Regions from separate parts of the Sus scrofa genome. Here region 2 is linked to region 1. A link is a contact called in public HiChIP or PLAC-seq data. All regions are on one chromosome and are shown on one strand. The core of a region is the stretch at or near the end of the contact, and the rest is flanking DNA. Distances in the headings are between cores, read along the strand shown. Region 1 has its middle 96 kb from the start of CHST9. Region 2 has its middle 240 kb from the start of CHST9.

Region 1 (5,038 bases), core at 1,022-3,521:
AAGCCTTTTTTATAATTAAGTATTGAATATCTCATGTAATTTATTGAATACTGTATTGAAAATGAAAAACAGAATGGTTGTCTGGGTACAGAATGTTTTTAAGGAGTTCCCATTGTGGCTAAATGCATAATATTGGAACTTTCATTGGGCATCTCAGGGTGAAGTGAATTGATGGACCCAGTGACTATATTGCTCCTGGGCAGGGATGGACTAGGGCCATGGCTCCCTGAGTTTACTTGCATCTCCACGCTTCTGGCAGAGAGGAACAAAGAGTTACAGCCTTGATGCTTCGAGATGAAGTGGTTCTACAATGAGTCTTACCAATCAGGAACTCTTTGGTGGGCTGGGTGTAGTAATTGGTGGGTCTCTGCTAAGAAGTGTAGAAGTAGTTAATCTGGAGGCAAAAGCATGAGGTGAGATGAAGAGACCCTTTAAAGACTCACCGATCTCATTAGATGTTATCCATTTTTCAGGAAAGTTGGAATTAAGGCTAGCCCCAGGAGAAACTAGGAATACAATTCTAATGATATGATTAATAATTTTTTAAAGTAATAAATCCTTTTGAAAGATTTTAACCCTCTTCGTAGAAAAATGTACATAAATAAAAGTAAGTAAACAAGTTCATTAGATTCTGTCAATCCTTTGAAATGCATCCATGAATGTATATTCCATAGAATTTAGACTAGAAGCCTTGATCTAGTAACTTTAATGTCTTAAGTAAAAAGCTAAGGGACTTGACAGAGGGAAGAATTTATAATTTGGCTACGCTTCAAATGTAAACTTGTAGCTTCCTAAGATATGAGAATCTAATGATGTCAAAATCACAGAATTTAACTTTTGAGTTCAGGCAAAATTTTTTAGTTTTTTGTAATATTGAGATACAGGTTCTCTAAACATTTAACTGATAGTTTTGAGGCTTATGTAAACAAGACAAAATCTACTGCCTCCCTCACAAAAAATGTACTGCCTCCCTACAACCTAAGTGTCCATTGTTTGTACAGGTCCATTGTATGTACATATACATACAATGAAATTCTACTAAGCCATAAAAAAAGAATGAAATTTTGCCATTTGCAACTACATGGATTAACTTGGTTACGCTAGGTGAAAAAGTCAGAGAAAGAAAGACAAATACTATACGATATCATTTATATGTGGAATCTGAAAAATACAACAAACAGGGAGTTCCTGAGGTGGCTCAATGGTAAGGAACCCAACAAGTATCCATGAGGACATGGGTTCAATCCCTGGCCTTGCTCAGCAGGTTAAGGATCTGGCATTGCTGTGAGCTGTGGTGTAGGTCACAGACACAGCTTGGATTTGGTGTTGCTATGGCTGTGGTGTAGGCCAGCAGCTACAGCTCCAATTTGACCCCTAGACTGGGAACTTCCATATGCCATGGGTGTGGCCCTAAGAAAAAGAAAAACGACATCAAGCAGTGAATATAACAAAAAAGAAGCAGACTCAGATATAGAGAGCAAACTAGTGGTTACAGAGGGGAAAGGAAAGGGGGAGAGGGAAATATAGGAGTAGGGGATTAAGCAGTACAAATTATTATGTATAAAATAAGCTACAAAGATATACTGTACAACACAGGGAATATAGCCAGTAATTAATAATAACTATAAATGGAGTCTAACCTTTAAAAATTGTGAATCATTATATTGTACACCTGTAATTTACATAATATTGCACATCTACTACAATAAAAAATAAGCAAAATATGTTGCCTCCCTAAAGCAGTTAAGTCAAGAATTCTGCATTACGCCAACAGAATTGAGTCATTATAAAATAAATTTGAAGGAATAAAATGAAGATCACTTTTCTCTAGGAGTAAGAATCTAGAATGAGAATCAGAAATAAGAAAGAGTAGAGATACTGACCCAAATAGCAATGCGAAGGAAACAAGAAGGAAATTATCTCACATAAAAATGCAGTGATCTGACAAAGAGACAGAGGCACAGAGAGACAGACAGAAACACAGAGACACAGAGAGAGAGACAGAGAGAGAAACTCCAGCTTGCCTTACATTCTTCAGAGTAACTTTTCTGTAAACATAACAAATGCGAAGAAAAGGAATTCTGTCAGAGGAATCAAAGTCACCACAGGAAGCCTAAATCAAAGCACAGAAAACCAAAATGTCCTCTTGCTGTTGCCAAATTTTAGGTCCCCTTGGGATACAAGCTTCAACCCCATTGACACTGATGGGAGTTCTATGAGACCCTAGAGAAAGGACTCACCCATTTACGACAGCTGCATAAGTAAACACCATGAGTCATATTGGAAATGTTCCTAGGAGCTAGATCCATGGCCTAAAGCCATGCAAACCCCTGTGGAGTGAGTGAATCCTGACTTTGTTGAAGGCCGACTGTCAGGAAAAAAAAGGGTCCTATTAAAAACGTTCCAAATGGATCTAGGGAGCTATCTGAGAACAATGTGCATATCACAGTCTCATTTAGATGCTGCCATTTCAGATTGTAAACCTCTGACATACAAAGGGAATCCAGCTGGTTTGTTCCTCTATTCTGAATATAATTCTGAACAAATCCAAAAAAGGAAGTCTTTCTTCAAACCATGGACAGAGGACATAAGCCTGAAGGGAAGGGGAAAAAAGCAATTTTCTTAAGCCATTGTACTTTGAAACATACCAACAAAATGGACAGAACTGAACTATCCTCATCATAAACCCTTTTAAGCCACTCCAGGAGTGATAAAAAAAAATAAACTTGTTTGCTGAAATCTTAACTATGACTCTTCACTATCATGGTAGATTAAATTCCATCTAGTTTGGTATTTTGATTTTAGTAAGGCTAATTTCTTTTCCAGGCTACTTAGTGCAAAAATTAACAGAATCCATTCGAAATGGTCGAGAGTCAGAGCTGGCCTCTGTTAGGAAAGACATACATAGAATTTCTAGTCCACTGGTCCCCTTGCTGAAACACTGACCTACCTACCCTACTTTTGGGTGTTTAAAATGTCAAAACTAGGAGTCCCCATTGTGGCTCAGTGGAAACAAATTTGACTGGCATCCATGAGGACGCATGTTAGATCCCTAGCCTCTCACAGTTGGTTAAGGATCCCGTGTTGCCGTGATCTGTGGTGTAGGTTGCAGATGTGGCTCACATCCCTTGCTGCTGTGGCTGTGGCATAGGCTGGCAGCTGCAGCTCCTATTTGACCCCTAGTCTGGGAACCTCCATATGCTGCAGGTTTGGCCCTAAAAAGACCAAAAAAAAAAAAAAATCAAAACCATATCTCATTACTTTGGTTGATACCAAATAGACACTTTGCTCGTAAAAGGTAAACATCTCTCTTTTTAAAAATTTTATTAAAGTATAGTTAATCCACAACGTTTCTTCAATTTCTGTTGTACAACAAAGTGACCACATTTCCCTGTGCTGTACAGTAGGATCCCATTGTCCATCCACTCCAAATGTAACAGTTTGGATCTAAAAACCCACATCTCTTAAAGAGGGAGTACTTCCTATTTTATCAATATCTTGCTACTTACTGTAGTTAACACGCATTATCTTTCCCTGAAAGTCTCTGTAGATCTGACTCTCTAAATGCTGTGGCAAGAGGAAGAACCAGAGCTGGAGATATTGCAGGTGCCCAAACAGAGCACCATGGGGATAGTCCAGTCTACATGAGGAGTAGGGAACCCAGGGGTGATGTCTGACCATGAGCCTGTTGGAAACTGGTGTGCTGCTATGATCTTGAACTTATCTAGTCATTTTTCTCACATGCACATAGTTTTAGTATTTTCTTTTGGCAGCGTTAAAACATTGGATATTTGCATATATTAGACACAAGATAATTTTCAAAGTTTATGAACGATCTTTTGCTTGGGGAATAAAGGGGTTTAGGTTCAATAAATGGTAACACACAAGAGAAAGCAGGAAGGAGAGAGGGAGGGAATGAGAGACAGAGAGAGAGATGATACTCTGGCTACTACTATTGCTTTGGGTAATAAACTCTGACCCAGGAGTCCTCTATCCTCTATTAGTATCCAAAAAACTGTGAGAGGTGACCATGTTAACTTGCAGTTAACAAGTTTCAAGTTAATTTGTTAACCGGACTCTTCTTAGTTCTTTTTTTTTTTTTTTTTGATTTTTAGGGCTACATCTGTGACATATGGAAGTTCCCAGGCTAGGGGTTGAATTGGAGCTGCAGCTGCAGGCCACAGCCACAGCCACAGCCATGCAGGATCCAAGCCATGTCTGCAACCTACACCATAGCTCATGGCAACACCGAATCCTTAACCCACAGAACGAGGCCAGGGATTGAACCCTCATCCTCATGGATACTAGTTGGGTTCATAACCAATGAGCCACAACAGAAACTCCTCTTCCTCGTTTTTTATTCCATGTTAATAGTCATTCCTAAATCTTACCTGTATAAGTAGCACCTGGGTTCCTATCAACCTGCCTCAAGTGTGTTTGAGAATTCCCAGAGGATGTTTCATATACATCCAGTAATGGGCCTTCAATTTTCTCCCTCTCTCCAGCTCACCTGATTGAAATCTGCTGTTCTTGAAAGCCCTGGTAGATGGCACCTTGTTACTGCTAATGTCTTTTTTTGGATTTATGACATCTGACAAATATGCTGTCTTCGGTGTGATGAAGTTCACAAAACTAGTGGCTAAAGGGACATCGTATACAATTTGACACACTGAAATCATGACCTTTTTCCAGATTTATCACCTGGGCAGCAGGGAAAATCTATTGCATTGCAGTATTTAGTTCATTCTTTGAGCCTCTGCTTAAAGGGTTTTTTTTTGTTGTTTTGTTTTTTGTTTTTGGTCTCTTTAAGGCCACACATGCGGCATAGTGAAGTTTCCAGGCTAGGGGTGGAGTTGGAGCTGCAGCTGCCAGCCTACACCACAGCCATAGCAATGCCAGTTCTGAGTCACATCTTCCACTTACACTGCAGCTCACAGCAATGCTGGATATTTAACCCACTGAGCAAGGCCAGGGATCAAACCTGCATCCTCATGGATACTAGTTGGGTTTGTTACCACTCAGCCACAACTCCTGCCTA
Region 2 (5,038 bases), core at 765-3,264, 140 kb after region 1:
GGAAGCCAAGAAAGATTAAGTAACCTATTCAAGGTCACACTGCCAATTATTGGCAGCATTAGGAGTGAATGGGTCTCTATTTTATTCTTTTTTATTCATAATACTGATGAGCTCCATGACATAAACCAGATTCCTGAATTTCTTAGTACATTATTTGCCTCCATTATAAAATGGAGCGAATAGTCTTCCATAATTCATAAGCATGTCGTTAGAGTTTGTGTGAGTCATGAGCAATTCCTTTAGCTTTTGTGAAAAGCAAATTATTCCTTACCTACCATTCTATCAGTTAGGACTCTTTGATGACAAGCAACAGAAAACACACACAGCTTATCTAAGCAAAAAGGGAGATGACCAGAACGGTGTGAGGGGGCTCTGAGATTGAAAGGGAATACTGAATGACTGCTTCAGCACATATGAGAATGAGGGTGCTGGAAAGGGTGTCTGAAGTGAAAACAGCCCCCCAGTTTTACCCAGCCTTAACACTGGGATCATTCTCCTCCAAATGCTCCTTCCAACAGGGAATCTCTACTGGGATCCAAAATTGGGGGTGAGCGGATCAACTGGTTCAGATGAGGTCACAAATTTACTCCATTTTCCCCAACAGAGCAGTGAGAGAAATCAGTCACAAAGAGCTTTCAAAGCCCTGTCAGCTTCCTCAGCAAGAGGAAAGGACACCTCAGTCACTGGCCTTCCAAGATGACACATAGGGGAGGAAAGGTAAGCTCCCCAAAGGAAATAGAGAGGCTATTAGAAAGAGGAAATCATGTACTGATGAACCAAAAATACCTGACGTCTACTATGACTACCACATTTACACTGATTGCTGAACTTTGCACTTGATGATACAGCCCTGGAAATAATAACTATAAGCTTGGTTGCCAAGGCAGGGGATGAGGGAGCAGGGAGTGGGATGGACTGGGAGTTTGGGGTTGGTAGATGTAAACTACTGCATTTGGAGTGGATAGGCAATGAGATCCTGCTGTATAGCACAGGAAACTATATCTAGTCACTTGCGATGGAATATGATGGAGGATAATGTGAGAAAAAGAATGTATATGTATCTATAATGCATATATAACCGGGTCACTTCGCTGTACAGCAGAAATTGACAGAACATTGTAAATAAACTATAATTAAAAAATTTAAAAATATAGATATGGGCAAAAAAAGAACCTGAGGAGTAGCATTTGTTATAGGCACTAGTACTAAATTACATGCTTCCAATAAAAGAATCAAAACATGTCCAAAAAAAAAAAAAAAAAAAAAACGAAAACCCGTAAGCTTAGACCATGAGTCCCCTGATGTAAAAGGGTAATGTAGTATTGTGCTTATGGCCAATTCAGAACACTCAACAAATCAATCAAGTTTGCCACCTAAGAAAGCCAGGGTCATTGAATGAACTTTTAAATGGTCATTTTGCTGATTTTGCAGGCACAACCCACTTTCGTGATTCTTTTAACACAGCTACCAATGTTAGCTCAGATTTAAGTGATAAAGAAAAATACTTCCATCTGAATTTAGATCTAGACAGTAAGTTCGGCACATGTTGATCAAGAAGCCAATACAATCTGATCTGTTAACTTAACTGGATGCAGTGTATATACATCTCATAGCACCTCCTAGACCTGGAAGACGTAAGATGGTGAATCATTTTCATTGGTAGGGTCACAGAGCACATTTCTCTAGGACCACAGCAGTCATCATCACATTAAGACTGAGAATCTTAGGCAAAATCTTTCCCATCCCTGGCTTAATTTTGTCTTGTGGGGAAATTTAAAAAAAAAAAAATATGAATGCCTCTGTGGATGCATTTTTCTTAAAAACATGTATGCACAAATTTGAAAATCCTAAACTAAGTAATAGTTAAAAGGAGGCTCAAAGGTATATTTGTCTTTAAATGTCATGTAAGGTTTCCTCCACTCTTTGTCCCCAACTCAACTCTAAGTCCCGCTGCACTTAGGCCACAGTCCATTTCAAGTGCAGCATGATCTTCTGAAATAAACAAGATCATGTTTCTCCTCCAGACAACATTCTTCACTGGCTCCTTAGAACCTTCAGGTCAGCCCACAACTCCCTTCACACCAAGGCATCCAGAGCCCTTCAAGTCAGCGCTCCGCTGGCCTCCCATCCTCGCTGTCCCTACCAGCCACCGTAATGCATGCTACAGGGCCCCAGGCACAACTATTCATTGTCTCCAAAACTTGTCATCGACTCTCTCGCTTCTGCTTCCCTGACCTTGAATTCCTCTCCTCCTTACTTTATTAACATCCCTTCTTCTTCACGCAGTCACCGCTCCTCGACCCAGATCCAGATCCCCTCTTTGATCAACGTTGTTCATTATGCAATTTTCAGCTCAGGTGTCTTCCCTTCCATAAACTTTTCCTGAAGCTCCCAGTTTGCGTATGTCCCTGTCATAACACCCCGGGCATGGCCACCACCATCATAGCTCTCAGGACACCATCCTGTCTTCTGCATTTAGGCATCTAGCTCCCCCACTAAACTGCATACTCCTTGAACAAGAGGGGGTATGTCTTATGCCTTTGTGTACTTCCAGTGTCTGACATAGTACCAGGTACAAACTGGGTGATACATATGTGTTTCTCAAAGACAATAAAAACACCACATTATAACTAAGGGGGCATCGTTATTCTCCCATCCTCGTTTTTCTGCCATGACCACAAGTAGGTATGATCATCCTTCTATTATTGCATGCTGAGAAAAGGATAACTACATGTTCTCTGCTTAAAGAAAAATGACAAGGGGGTATTCTGCCATCACTGCCTAACAAATTAGGCTTGGGTGTGGTTATCCAGTCATCCAGCCTCTTACCTGGAAGTGATGATGACTCTATGTTTTTGGCTTGAAAGCCTTAGAAGACTGATTTCACAGGCAGTCGGGGAAGATCTGAAAGGCACTGGCTTGGATTCTTATAAAGTCTATTTGATAGAAGAACTGCGGGAGGGTGCAAAACCACAGAGCGTGGGTCGCTCTCCTTGTGATTTGATGTGATGGTTTTCAAGTGAAAAGCAAAGGCCAGGAGTTCCTGTTGTGGCACAGTGGGTTAAGCATTCAATGGCATCAGCTTGGGTCATTAAGAAGGTTCGTGTCTGATCCTCAGCCCCACACAGTGGGTTAAAGGATCCAGCACTGCCACAGCTGCGGCATAGGTTGCAGCTGTGGCTTGGGTTCAGTACTGGCCTGGGTGCGGCCATACATGGAAAAAAAAAGAATTGAAGGACAGGGGAGAGGGCAGGCACTGCCTGAAACTTTTTGGCAGCAGAAAAGCTGAGGCCCATTGGGTGCTAAGGGCTCCAAAGACAAAACCAATAAAGGAACATCTCCTGGAACCTGCAGACAGATGAGAAGAGGGAACCGTGGGCTAGGATGGAGAGAATGAGCCATACTGCAATTGTATAGATGACTAACATTTAGATCTATAGTCTCTTTCTCAGATTTACTGACGAGCATTGGTGAGGTTGAAGAAAGATGACTTTAGCTGAATAATCTCCTTTCCGGGTCTTCACCAGCATGACCACCAGCTTTCCTGTTAGGAGCTGGGAGTGCTGTTGTTTGCATTTGACACTAGAGCCTTTGTTCATTCCAGTCACAAGCAGCTGGTCCAGAGCTTCACATGGTACAAAATATTTGTAAAAGCTGGTATCTTTGGTATTTTTTTCCATCTATGGCAAATTTGAAAAGTTGGCACATTTACAATTCCCCAAACTATCCATCTCTAATGAAAACAATACCAGAGCCCTGAGCACTTTGGCATTTTCTGGACACACTATAAATATACAGGATATATTTTATCATGTACTGTGTGTTAGAGCACAGGGACAAAGAATGAGCACCAGGGAAAATGGTTTGAGGCAATTCTTTCAACACATTTTCCAAGGCCATTTCAAATGACGCCTCCGTCCTTGAACTCCCTGGTGACCATTTTAATAGCAATAAGGACCATTTGGTAACTGGCCTGGACTGCAGGTTGCATTTGGCTGTAGCTGATGTATAAAGTCTCCTGTCTTCTGTTACTAAGGGTACTGATTCCAGCCTCTTATGAGGATGCTTAAAGCTTTCTTAGTACTGTGTCCCTAAAACACTGCTGCTAAGTATTTCCACATAGACTTTATTTTTAAAATGTTGTCAAACTTCTGATATTCCTTACATTTAACCCCTCTTTGGCTGTTGACTTGATAACAGAATTTCTCTGCTGAAACCTTGGTCACCTAGAGGCATCTGTCAGGATTACGAAAATCCAGATGGTGCCCTGGATGAACACTGCTTTGTTTCCTCACCCACTTGTCCCCATCTCACTGCAACTCACTTTAGGATCTGTGTGGGTGATTTCTGGAACCAGAGAAAACAGGGCAAGACTCTTGGGGGCACACACACTCTTATGCAAATAATTTTAGTCTCAGCTTCTACCAACCCTTTTTGAAATTTCAAGACAAGCTGGACAGGCTGGTGACAGTCCAGATTGGATGGCTGCCATATGGGGGAACACTGGAAGATCACCACCCAGAGCTCTTTTGATTTGCCAGAATCTATCAATTGGATACAATTATCAGACAGATGATGGAGTTGCTACTTGGAGGATATCCCTTTATATAACACAGGAGGCTCAGCTTGTCTAGAATATATTTATGGGCTAAGTGACGCCTCCGCTTGCACCAGATCAAGATGTGGCTCTGCTGGTGGATGCCATGGAGAACCCAGCTGAAACAAAGTGTCACATCGTGCCGCCATGGAAGCAGCATTTTGACAGAGCAGCACCTGGAAAAGCGAAATGTTTAACGATGAATCATTTCGTTTGAAGCTCTTCTGACTCCACATTTCCACGGAAAATGAAACCACGGGAGGCATGAAAATCTCTAAAGGGCCTTTATACATAGATTAATGTGGTAATTCTCTCATTACTATGTTCTGAAGAAGAGCTTCTTACGCCAGGCTCTGTGCTTTGCCTTCAGTTATAACATGGCTTTGCATTAAGTGTTTTAATAAAATGTGAAATTAAATGATCATCCCTGGTGATATTCAG

Evidence for each region. HiChIP or PLAC-seq counts read pairs in DNA pulled down with a chosen protein or histone mark.
Region 2: an H3K27ac HiChIP or PLAC-seq map of skeletal muscle shows a contact between it and region 1. The contact joins two enhancer-like sites. A contact is called at or near these places in 1 of 47 Hi-C or Micro-C datasets (skeletal muscle) and 1 of 2 datasets of contacts at active chromatin or transcription factors (skeletal muscle).

The regions. Positions count from the first base shown.
Region 1 is chr6:111,943,195-111,948,232 of Sscrofa11.1, forward strand. No RefSeq gene overlaps it. Among named protein-coding and RNA genes, the nearest start is that of CHST9, 96 kb to the left of the region's middle. Within about 2 kb of position 2,272, at least 9 of the 83 cell types and tissues checked have an H3K27ac peak or open chromatin away from gene starts, as enhancers often do. A contact at or near this core is called in skeletal muscle, where this site is marked.
Region 2 is chr6:112,086,672-112,091,709 of Sscrofa11.1, forward strand. No RefSeq gene overlaps it. Among named protein-coding and RNA genes, the nearest start is that of CHST9, 240 kb to the left of the region's middle. Within about 2 kb of position 2,015, at least 1 of the 83 cell types and tissues checked has an H3K27ac peak or open chromatin away from gene starts, as enhancers often do. A contact at or near this core is called in skeletal muscle, where this site is marked.